2 separate regions of the Rattus norvegicus genome follow, and region 1 is linked to region 2. A link is a contact called in public Hi-C data. All regions are on one chromosome and are shown on one strand. Each heading gives the region's core, a stretch centred on a gene start, on an enhancer-like site or on the middle of the called end of the contact. The rest is flanking DNA. Distances are from core to core; before and after follow the strand shown.

Region 1 (2,700 bases), core at 127-2,626, 990 kb after region 2:
CACCGATGTAATTTGTTTTGAATGTTCATTTTTATTGGTGTTCCCTCTGCCAAAATGTGCTTGATTACAGAGGTCTTTCTGTGATCACTGTGCTCTCCAGATAGGGGAAGGTGCCGCGGCGAAGGTTCAGCTCAGGCCAGATCAAATCCCGGGCTGTTTAACGCTGAAAGGCTGCATGTTGCTATTAGTGTTAAATATATGGCTAATTATGCGTATGAAAATTAAACATCAGTGTTATGCTAATGGCGCGCCTTCAGCTGCGGATCTGAGCACTTGAGACTACCATTTAATCAAATGAATCAGTAACTAATACGTGTGCACGTGTGAACTTTCACAAGATCATTTCCCCCGTCCCCGTCACACCGCTAAATTATGAAAGAAATAATTATCAACACTTTCTAATTACCTAACAAAGTAATTTGGGATTCATCGTGGGGCTGGCGGGATTGGGAACCAACAATCCCTAGCAACCAACGTAGTTTGCTGCCACGCAAGGTGGCTGTGTGGTAGTAGTGGTGGGTGGGGGCGAGCGAGCCTTTTGTGCACTTTGCAACACTTGCACCCAGAAGGTAGACCGCGCCTTGGCAGCTCTTTCCTTCATCAGCTTCCCCACCTCAGCCCCGGGCCCCGAGGCTCCAGCTTTGGCCACTGGAGGTGAGGAAGAGACTGGGCGACAGAGAGGGGTATATCTAAACACAATTATTTTAGCTACCACATATCTGGATTTTCTGAGGGTCTCGGTGTCCCGCTAGGACTCCCAAACCTCAAGTACTCTGGCCAGACCCCAGGAGATCGGAAAATGACCACCTGGCAGGCATTCGACGCTCCAGCCACCAGGGGACCGTAGGCCCCCTGGACTCCACACTAAGCCGCGCCCTCGGGGCGAGTGAGCCCGGGGTGCGTGGCTCAAGGGAAGTAGAGAGGGGAGGGGGAAGCAGGAAGGTTGGGAGGGAAGGGAGGAGGGGGGAGAGGCGGTACGGCCGCCTTTCCTGGGTGGAGAAGCGCGGGTTCCTGGCTCTCCACGCGCACTGCTTTGATCATACCCGTGCAGCCTCGAGCTGGAGTGACCAGCTGGGCCTGGAGAAATGCGAGCAAGCCCCTGGGAACGGTGGCAACGGCGGGGCAGCGGCCGAGTGAGTGAGTTGGGCCAGAGGGCCCCCAAACCCAGATCCCCGGGATGTGGCCGAGAGAACCCCAACCTGGGAGGCGCGGCCTGGAGAGCGCTGAGCTAGGCACAGGACGCTCAGAAGGACCGCTGGCTGCAGGCTACCTGGGTTGTCGCCCAGTGCGCGACTCCGCGATCCAGAGACCGCGGCCGGACTCTGGAGCGGCGCTCCGCACCGGACTAGGTGACCTGGAGAAGTGGTCCGGGGTCCCAGGCGTTGGGGGCGGGCGAAGGGTGGGGACAGCAAGGGGGAGGGCGACGGCAGGGCGCGGCTGGTTGGTTTCTGGGGCGGGAAGCGCGCGAGGGAGGCGGGAGGCTGGAGTCGCGCGCCTTCGAGGTCCCAGCGCGGACGCCGCAGCCCATTGTGCGTCCCGTTCCGCGCGCTCTGTTGCAGAGGAGCCCCGGCCGGGACGTGTGGACCCGACTCTCCCCAGGCCCGGCCGCGTCGCCCGCTCTAGTCCAGCAGAGCCGGAGCTTCTCGGACCAATCCCCGGTGATTATGCAAGAGAGCCGACCAATCAGCTCCACCAGCTCATGAATATTTATGACCTTGGCTGAGTCAAAGCTTTGAACCGAGTTTGGGGAGCTCGGCAGCATCATGCTTAGACTTTTCAAAGAGACAAACTCCATTTTCTTATGAATGGAAAGTGAAAACCCCTGTTCCGCTTAAATTGGGTTCCTTCCTGTCCTGAGAAACATAGAGACCCCCAAAAGGGAAGCAGAGGAGAAAAAGACCCACACCCAGACCCCGCGAGAAGAGATGACCATGACCACCATGCCAGAAAGTCTCAACAGCCCGGTGTCGGGCAAGGCTGTGTTTATGGAGTTTGGGCCGCCCAACCAGCAAATGTCTCCTTCTCCCATGTCCCACGGGCACTACTCCATGCACTGTTTACACTCGGCGGGCCATTCGCAGCCCGACGGTGCCTACAGTTCGGCCTCATCCTTCTCCCGACCGCTGGGCTACCCCTACGTCAACTCGGTCAGCAGCCACGCGTCCAGCCCCTACATCAGTTCCGTGCAGTCCTACCCCGGCAGCGCCAGCCTCGCCCAGAGCCGCCTGGAGGACCCAGGTACGTGCGCTTGCCAGGGACAAGGAGAGAAGGGAAGGAGAATGGGAAAGAGGGGGAGAAGGGGAGGGGGAAAGAGAGAAGACAAGAGAGTGTGGGGTAGAGAGAGGTGGGTGGGGGTGGGGAAAGCGCGGAAGTAGTAGAGGTTTCGGATATCAATCTGTGGATCCTTGTCACTGAAAAGAAAAAAAAATATAAGTCAATTCAATTTACAACTGTCCAGCAAAGGATAAATCCGAGCGCGTCTCCTGGCACTGTCTGGGCCTCTGGGCCGCTCGGTGCGTCGAGCACACAATGCCCTGCTGGAAAACAGAAAACCACATGTGCACGTATTAGTCTCGGTAATTATTTATTGCGTAGCGCTATAAACAATGTATGCAATTAAGGGTAATTAAACCTCAACTACCGCCTGCAAAAAATAGCGAACTTTCTCTGCAAAGGCAATAGCTGCGCTCTTGGGAACGA
Region 2 (2,700 bases), core at 102-2,601:
CGATTTTTATTTTAATGTTTCCGTTGAGTGGTGATGAAAGTCGATAAGACAGTCATAGAAAAGAGACAGGCCTGGGATAAACCATCGAAGACCCAGAGGTGCACAATAATAAACCCGTCTGCTGCGCCACAATTTGAGAGAAATCACTATGAAAACGAGAAAGCGATCGTAGAGTACTTCCCATCACTCAGACAGACCCAAAAATTCAGTTTGTTTTTCCCTCAAAGAATAAGAAACGGAGGGAGAGAAAAGGAAAGCCAGGAGGTAGCTGCGATTACAGAGCCTTGTGGGCATCTCCAGGTGATGTGTGGGGCGCACCAGGGAAAAGGCAGCCAGCACGGGGTCTCTGTGTGTTTGGCGCCCTCTGGTGGAAAATTTGCCGAAACCGCCTTTTTTATGGTGGGGGACTTCACCCCGCTCACTCAGTAAGGTGCTTAAATACTGCCAAAAGAGAATCATTAAACACCGTGAAACTGAAAAGAAGCGCGGAGAGTGGGCCAAGACAAGGAGTGCGGTCCTGGCTTCCCGGAGCCACCTCCACGCTCCGGTTCCCCAGGCGTGTGGAGCGGCACTCGTGCATGTTATTAACCTTCAGACATGATCAATCACAGAGATTTCTTTTCCCCCTCTCAAGGGAGAGGGCTCAGAGAAAGGGAAATAGACCCCTTTCCTCTTTTGGTACCAGGTAGCTGTGTTCGAACGAGGTAGTTTGGAGATGAACTGGATGAAGATACTGGAGTGCAGAAACTCCACGGTCTGGGTGGTCAGCTCTGCTTTGCCTGTACAGCCACATTGGCTCAGTAGAGCGCTCCCCATGACACCACCCAGAGAAAACCTTCTGGATTGCCAGTCCAGGGCAATCACGGGAAATTGATTAAGGCAAAGCAAATATTCTAATCTCCTCCAAGATACGGGAAGGAGGGCAAAAAGGAAGAGAAAGAAGAATCACCCAGTGAGACAAAATTCTTCGTAAGAATGATCTTTTCCCTGCTGTCACCCAACATTGCTTATCTCAAAAATAATTGGGAAAAAAACAAAAAACAGAGCGTGCCCAGTGCGTTCTGGATTACTCATGGGACTTTGTCCCCCCCCCCCCCCTTTCTGGTCGCAAACCCATGAGCTGGCTTTATCATCGCCCTATAAAGCGCCAGAGGCAGTCAGACACCTGCAAAGGAGCCCCAGCGCTGCGCGGACGAGCTGCCCCCGCGAGCAGCGGCCTCGTGATTCCCCCCGCCGAGCGGGTCCCCGCCTCCCCACTCCGCCCCCGCCTCCCCCAAGCCCAGCGGCCGCCTCTCCGGATCTCTCTCTTCTTCAGGCTCTCGCGTGCCGGACCAGGGATCCTGCAAGCAAGGAAGCAGCCCCGGGGTGACACCCAGCACGTACGTCTGTGGCAGAGCAAAGCCAAGCGGGGGACGCTTCGCGGAGGAGTCGCGGGAGGGTCCAGCTCCCTGTGGCTGAATCGAGGTAGGTAAATACCTACCGGATCGCCCGGACTTGCCAGAGCCCAGCCTTGGTTATTCAACTCGGTGCTCTCAGCCTGCGGCTTCTTGTCCAGCCCGTTACCCCACCCCACCGGCACGCGCCTGTCGCCCACCTTCCACAACCGAGTGCTTCCCTCCAGTCCTGTCGCAGCTGGGGTTTGGCGGCCCCCAGCCCTGTCCCTCCTCGCTCTTGCTTATCAATTTCATTCGAGAGGACACATAGGGGCTGAAGTGACACCAGAGCCATTTTTGCTTGCGCTTCGGGGATCGGAGCTCACGGCTCTCGGATACGCGCCTGGGTAGCAGCGGCAGAAGGTGCGAGGAGCGATAACCTGTTACTTCCCCAGCACCCGCGTTCCACTGCCGCCCGCCGAGCTGCGAGAGCGCGCGGGGGGGGGGGGACAGATGCTCTGCCCGAGGGACGACGCGCAAAAGGCGGCTGGTGGGCTGCGCTCTGCGGGGTCTTAGATTTACCCAGATTAGTGCTCTCCTCCCGCTCCTCTCATTCTTTCTCCCGCTCCTTCTCCCCATCTCTTCCTCCTTTTCCCTCTCGCCCTCTCCTCCCTCTCCCTCACTCTGTCCACGAACAAGCACCAAATAGGGGAGCCGCGCACTCTTATACCCGAGGTCTCTTGCGCCCTGGGCGCAAGTTGGCCACCGGGTGACGTTCTCCTTTTTACCCTCCGTCACCTTCTCTGGCTCAGTGAAACGAACTCTGGGGACTAGGTAGAGTAGAAGCAGTGAATCTGGGACGGAGCCTCGCCCTAGGGTTGAGAAAGCAAGAAACGAGGTGGGACTATAATCTGATTAGGAAGGCTCCAACACGCAGCCTTTTGGTTGTCTGGAGTGCAAGGTGACTGGTTCTTAGCGGGTCAAGTCCTGGGGTGGGGGGGCGGCTTTTTCCTCTCACCTTGTCTCACCAAAGTCCCTGTCCCCGGCGCAGTGAGCCTCCTTCTTTCCAAGGAATTAGCCAGACACAACAACGGGAACCAGACACCGAACCAGACGTGCCCGCCCCGCACGCCCTCCCCCCTCCCCTTCTGCCTGTCCGCCAGGCTGCTGGGAGCCCAATGGGGCTTGTCTCAGCTGGGCTGGAATTCGCTCGATGAGTGCTCCCTAGTGCTCCTAGTCCTATCCTTACCCCATCCCTCGCGTCCTGCACCCGCCTCCGGCGCCCCTTAGCTGTAAGCCTCACTCGGGGCACCCCGTTGCGCCTCTA

The links. A called contact is a pair of places that touch in the nucleus more often than the background predicts.
Region 1: a Hi-C map of frontal cortex shows a contact between it and region 2, with 6 times the contacts expected there. The contact joins the promoter of Dlx1 here to the promoter of Gad1 in region 2. A contact is called at or near these places in 2 of 12 Hi-C or Micro-C datasets (frontal cortex and prefrontal cortex).

What each region holds. Positions count from the first base shown.
Region 1 is chr3:76,762,488-76,765,187 of GRCr8, forward strand. Dlx1 (distal-less homeobox 1) reads left to right here and starts at 1,377. Exons shown (of 3, transcript NM_001100531.1): 1 at 1,377-2,238. The coding sequence starts at 1,926. All of the region lies in intron 1 of LOC108350393 (a long non-coding RNA gene), which reads right to left.
Region 2 is chr3:75,776,101-75,778,800 of GRCr8, forward strand. Gad1 (glutamate decarboxylase 1) reads left to right here and starts at 1,352. Exons shown (of 17, transcript NM_017007.2): 1 at 1,352-1,464.